Linked DNA regions of Mus musculus: region 2 is linked to region 1. The links are chromatin contacts, called in public promoter capture Hi-C maps. All regions are on one chromosome and are shown on one strand. Each heading gives the region's core, a stretch centred on a gene start, on an enhancer-like site or on the middle of the called end of the contact. The rest is flanking DNA. Distances are from core to core; before and after follow the strand shown. Region 1 holds the start of 6530409C15Rik (RIKEN cDNA 6530409C15 gene). Region 2 holds the start of Rbm28 (RNA binding motif protein 28).

Region 1 (2,998 bases), core at 368-2,867:
AGGTGGGGAGAATGATGGTACAGAAGAGAGAAAGAAGAGAACCTGAAGTTTTTCAAAAAGCAAGAGGGAGTGAGACTCAGGGCACTGAGAGAAGAAGGGGCTCCCTTCACAGTCACAAAATAGATCAGTTCCACGCACTGTAGTAGGGAGCTGAGGAGCTCTGTCTATAACTCTTAGTTCTCAGGGAAATATCAAAACAAACGGCACATTCTGGGGAGATTCATGCAAAGAAACAGTAGGTCTAAAAGTGAAGGACTGAGACGACCATAGGAAAAAACACCAATTTAGGATTTGCAATAATGTCTTGGAAATTGAACAGGTTGGTTGGTTTCATGATTTCTTCTTAAACGAAATCCGTTGTTACAGTCTGGCTAGAGCAAGACAGAAGTTACCTATACCCAGGGTTGGATATTTTTTTGCTAGAAAAATAATTTCGAAGAAACTGAGGTTTGAGAGTGCTGAGAGAATTTGCATTTCGAGGCATGATTACGATAATAGACTGTAGAATCTGGGCTAGTCAAGGAAATAGAGCCAAGACATGGCCTACTCAACAGTAGAAAAATGAGGTCAGCAAACAACTCAGGATAGGAAGGTGGTGGTCAGAGACTGGAATGTCTGATGTGTCAGTTCAGATCCTAGCAGCAGACACCAAGACAAAGGTCACTGTGCAGCAGTTGTGTTGAGGGGACACCTGAGAAAGACAAAAGAAAGCAAGAGGAGAGCAGAGATCTTGAAGAAGCCATAACGCAGGTCTGACATACCTAGGAAAGGCTAGAGGGGATACAGACTGAAGCCGGGAGTTCTAAGGAAGCTGTGGCCAGGAGTTGAAGGGTCCCCAATAGCTCACTGAGGGACCATGAATGTCACATGATTGGGCCATCACGACTTTAACTGTGACCAGTCACTGGGAATAGCCCAAGAGAAGTAAGACATCCATGTATAGCCTGGGACAGAGGGCCTGGGAAAAAAAGAGGGGCTAAGCCAACAAGCCTTCCCGGAGCAGCTATGGAAAGGCACGGTCCTGTGGTCACCGGCGACAATATTCTAGAGAGGATCCCGTTTCTAAGGATGGTGAGTTTAGGATGACGAGTCCTTGGAAACAAGGACTAATTCCACAGGGAGCAATGGCTATTGGCGATAAAGTTACAGGAAGGGGAAAGCCTGACGCTTGAGTTCAATTATAGATGTGCATGATACAACTCTGGGTTGTATCATGAATTTGGACCATTAGAATCTTCTGGCAGATGGGAGTGGGAGGTGGAGCTTGATGAGAGCTTAATGAAGAAAACGATGCTGGCTTTGAAGAACTAATAATGGAAAGAATCTGAAAGGGAACAGAGAGTAGTTACAAGAAATAGGGAAACGGAATCATGTGCGGTGAGGTTTTTAAAGAAGCCGGGGATTTTGCAGGCGGGCTGAAGAAACGCATCGCACGGAGCAAGGAGTGGCCCGGCGTCCCGCGTGGCAGAGCAGGCTGCGGCAGCAGCGGGGGGCGAGCTGAGGCGCTCCGACCAGCGACGACGACGCCGAGGCGGCCGTGGATGCAGACGACCTGGGCGCCCGAGGTACGGCGGTGCGCGCGGCCGCGGGAGCGCGCGGCGGCGTCACGGGGCGGCTGACCTGCCGAGGGCGCGCGCCGCGTGCTGGCGCTCCCTGGCGGCGCCGCGGAGCTTGGCGCGGCAGCTGGAGGCGGCCTGGCGCGTGGTGACGGCGCCCGCGGGCGGACGCAGGATGGCGGCGCTGCGGGGCGACGGCTTCGCCAGGCTTCGGCCCGCACGGGCGCAGCGAACCCCAGGGAAGAAAGACAAAGACACGCCGGTTAGCAACGGGCGGGAACCGCGCAGCCCGGGGCCGAGGCGCCGCGTCCCCACCCCGCACCCTTCAGGTAAAGCTGCGCCCAGGAGCCCGGCACCCCGCGGCACTCCACAACAGGCAGGGTTGCAGGCATCAAACCCCAGGTAGCTGATAACCCCTGACCCAGAAAGTCTTTTAAAAAATGTTCCCTTAAAGCATAACTACAAAATTTCAAAGAGTGTCCACTGCAACATAATAGAAAATGGGGAAAGAAGAGGAAGAAAAATTGGAAAATGTTCATCTCCAAACATAAAGTATCATAATCTTATAGCACAAACTAACTTGCTAATAAGATGTTGTGAAATACAGTCCAACAATATGAAAAAGCAGTCGAGGAAAAATTCCATTTCACCAGCATTTGCAGGGTATGAGGGTATGTATGTACTTCAGTATTCAGAGAACACAAATTTAAACGTGATGGAGAAAAACCACAACAGTGTGTTGTTACCTTTCGGTACTTCAGATAGTCTTTATTTTCATTTTATTTGTAATTTCCAAATTTACACAATAAATGTATTTTACTATTAGAATAAAAAGTTAATGACTTTTTACTTTCGTCCCACTTATGAATTTATAAAGCTAATGTTTTCTAGGGTAGCAGAGGGGTAGGCATAAAGAGCTTTTAAGGAATGGGTTCGACGACATGGCTTGTCTTTACTCTAAGCGCTGTATAAATCACAATATTTCAGAGTATTTTGTCCCGTAAACTTTTAACAGTGAATCAAAAGCACTGTCTTTTATAAAATTATACTTCATCTTATTCAACTCATTTTTACTTGAGGAAAATAAAAGTTTTCTGGTCTTTTTGCAAAGTTAATTTCAACTTATAATTAATATGGACTTGGGAGCACGGTATACTAAAAAACAGAAAAACCTCCCATGCTTTTGGAGCAGACATTTTAGTGAACGCCAGTGTTTCAGTTTCTGTAATGGTTTCTACTGAAAGCACTCAAACTGAGAAAGAATAAAGGAACTATTAGCTAAATATGGATCTTTTAGTTATAATGCATTTTATAACTAAATGAGCAAATGACTAAATGGAATAATTTTGCTAAATTATTCCAGGAATCTGCACATGGGATAATAACATAGACAAGTGCCCAGGGCTTTGTTATCAGATAGAAAATCCATTGTAATATAAGCT
Region 2 (2,709 bases), core at 110-2,609, 950 kb after region 1:
CACCCTGGCCACCAAGCTCTCTTCTCACACAAGGACATACTTGCTTTAATATCCTCAAGGTTGCTGTTTCCTGAATTCAGACTGTTTTATCCCCCCAGTTCTTAGTTCACTCTCCTCAAACAGGTCTTCCCTAGCCACCCTATCTACACACACACATTCCCTCTTTTGACTTTTCTCCTTAGCATAAATTTATCACCATTATCAACATATAGTTTGGCTATTTGTTGGCTGTCTTTCAAACCATAAGTGTATGAGAACAGAATCTGCGTCAGTGATTTAGTGTCACACACCTGTTGTATCCTAAGGGCAGCCAGCAATGTTCTAAAATACAGTTGGCATCCAACAAGTAATAAATAAATAAACAGATGAATGCATAGGATGTGCTAACGTGCTAATCAAACTGAGTCCTCTCACTAGCCAGATCAACTCCAGACCATTTAATGTCTTTAAAGATTATATTCCTTTATTTAAAAAAAATGGGGTTAAGGCTCTTTGTCCTATAAGATTGTTGAGAACATTAAGTAAGTTAACCCATGTCAAACTAAGCACTCTTCCGGCCTAGCAGCCATCTCAATAAGCCGCACTGGTGCTTTATTAAACGTTACTTTGGGATGTTTGTTGAAGACGGGGTCTCGCTATGTAATCCAAGTTGTCCTGAACTCGCTATTATATAGACCTGGCTGTCCTCGAATTACCAGCAATCCTCCTGCCACAGCCTTCCCAGATGCTGGGATTACTACCATTACTCCAAGCTAATGGGCCTGCGTTTGAACTCCTGAACACGCGTAATAAAGGGGAAAACGCAATGGAAACGTTAAGTGAGTGCTTTGCCTTTCATAAATCAACCTTATTGGCCGATCTCCAGCTGAGTCCGTTTAGAAAAGAATCTTAGCTCCCGGTCCCGTACTTCTGGAGAGAGCAAAGAACTTGCTGGGATGGCTCACGTCATTAATCGGAGGATTCAGGAGGCAGAAGCACACGGGCTACCGGTAGCGAATCCGAGGCCAGTTAGGGCTAAAGAGTGAGAGCCCTGTCTCAAAACAAACAGATCATAACTATAGAGCTCCCTGAAATTGGGTTGTTCCCATACCTTTGCACATGCCCTCTGCACCATCCCACTCCTTACCTTTCTCTGTCACCACGAAGCACTGCTTCACCGGACCCACCTGACTGAACAGCTCTTCCAGCTGATCGCTGCGAGCCGAGGGCGGGAGACGGCCCACGAATAAAGTCAGACCGGCCATGAGACCGAGAGACAAGCGCGTGAGGCTGCGAGCACCTCACGCCGGCGCGAGCGAGGGCTGGGATGAGCTCTGGCAGGAAGGCGGTGCCGAGTTGCCGGGAAATTCAGGAAGTCCTCTTTGCTCAAAAGAGTCCGGGAGGAAACGCAGACTGGAAGGAATAGTTCCGGAAAGAAAAAGAAAAATGACGTCCTGGGGGCGGAGCTTCTTGAACGACGGTCTCTGTGCAGTCCCAGCACCGCCCCCGCCACTGGGGGAAACTTGACATCAACAGCTTAAAATTCTCTTAAAATCTTTCATTTAGGAACTCGACCCCAAATTCACCAAAGCAGGCAGAAGTCATTTTCCCCCTAAGCCTGCCCTCATCTGACATAGAGTGGGTGTTCAATAAGTTTTTTTCTGAAGAGTTGCCACATATCACGCGGGGGGAAAAAAACACATATGCAAAACGTCATAGACACAAGCATGTAACATACATAATTTGAACTAGTCACATGTCCTCAGAAAACATGAGACAAACTGTCACTTGGCCGCAGAGACAAATTGTATCTACTAAAATCCCCAGAGAACAAATACTACGTACGAAATCATATTTTCAATTCTTACTGATTGAGCTCCTACTTATATATTAGGAGTAAAATTCATTGCCGAAAAAAAAAGACATGGTCCCTGCCGTCATATAAAATAGAGTCCAGAGTGAGAGACAGACGTTTATTTTTAAAATCTTACAAAATCTCTGCAAGATCACATCAGAGCACACGGAAGCCAAACATAACACCCAGCTATATGCACAGACCTAGGATGCACTGCTGCCCAGAGACAGAAGATCTTCATTTATGTCTGTTTATCAGACAGACTGGAGGCTACCCACAGTGTTTAACACTCAGTGGGCTTCACTGTCTGTCTTACATGGAAAAATGCTGTGCTTGCAGAATGCCTAGCTGCAAAAAGTACCCTAGGCACTTTTAAAGTCTTTACTTTTAAGTTACAACAGCTCAGTAGGTAGAAAACACCACAAAAGATGAAAGGCACAGTGAAAATCCCCAAGAGTTATCCACATTCAATATAATGGATGGACGGATGGATGGATGGATGGATGGATGGATGACGTGTAGGTAGTAGTGGTGGGAGGAATGTGCTAAGCATGAAATTTATGAAGTCCTAGTAGGCTTCAAATAATTAATATGTGCTTTTAGAAAAAGAACCCCCACCACAGTTATATTTTAAATAGATAAATCAGAAGAAAAGGCACTGAAATACAAAACAGATTGTCAAGGCTACCATAAAGTCGATCCTATCTTACATAAAAAGTAAAGTGGGCAAAAGAAGTAGAATCTTTTAAACAAAATTGGTTTGGAATTCCACATCCTCCTCAAGAATCAAATTCTAAGTGGGGCAGTGGTGGCGCACGCCTTTAATCCCGGCACTCGGGAGGCAGAGGCAGGCGGATCTCTGAGTTCGAGGCCAA

Evidence for each region. Promoter capture Hi-C pulls out the DNA fragments that hold promoters and counts their contacts.
Region 2: a contact with region 1 is called in a promoter capture Hi-C map of pre-B cells, with 2.8 times the contacts expected there. The contact joins the promoter of Rbm28 here to the promoter of 6530409C15Rik in region 1. A contact is called at or near these places in 2 of 39 promoter capture datasets (cranial neural crest and pre-B cells).

What each region holds. Positions count from the first base shown.
Region 1 is chr6:28,213,882-28,216,879 of GRCm38.p6, forward strand. It overlaps 6530409C15Rik (RIKEN cDNA 6530409C15 gene), which reads left to right and starts at 1,618. Exons shown (of 4, transcript NR_165173.1): 1 at 1,618-1,885. It also overlaps a transcript of Zfp800 not described here.
Region 2 is chr6:29,163,365-29,166,073 of GRCm38.p6, forward strand. It overlaps Rbm28 (RNA binding motif protein 28), which reads right to left and starts at 1,360. Exons shown (of 19, transcript NM_133925.2): 1 at 1,127-1,360. The coding sequence starts at 1,244.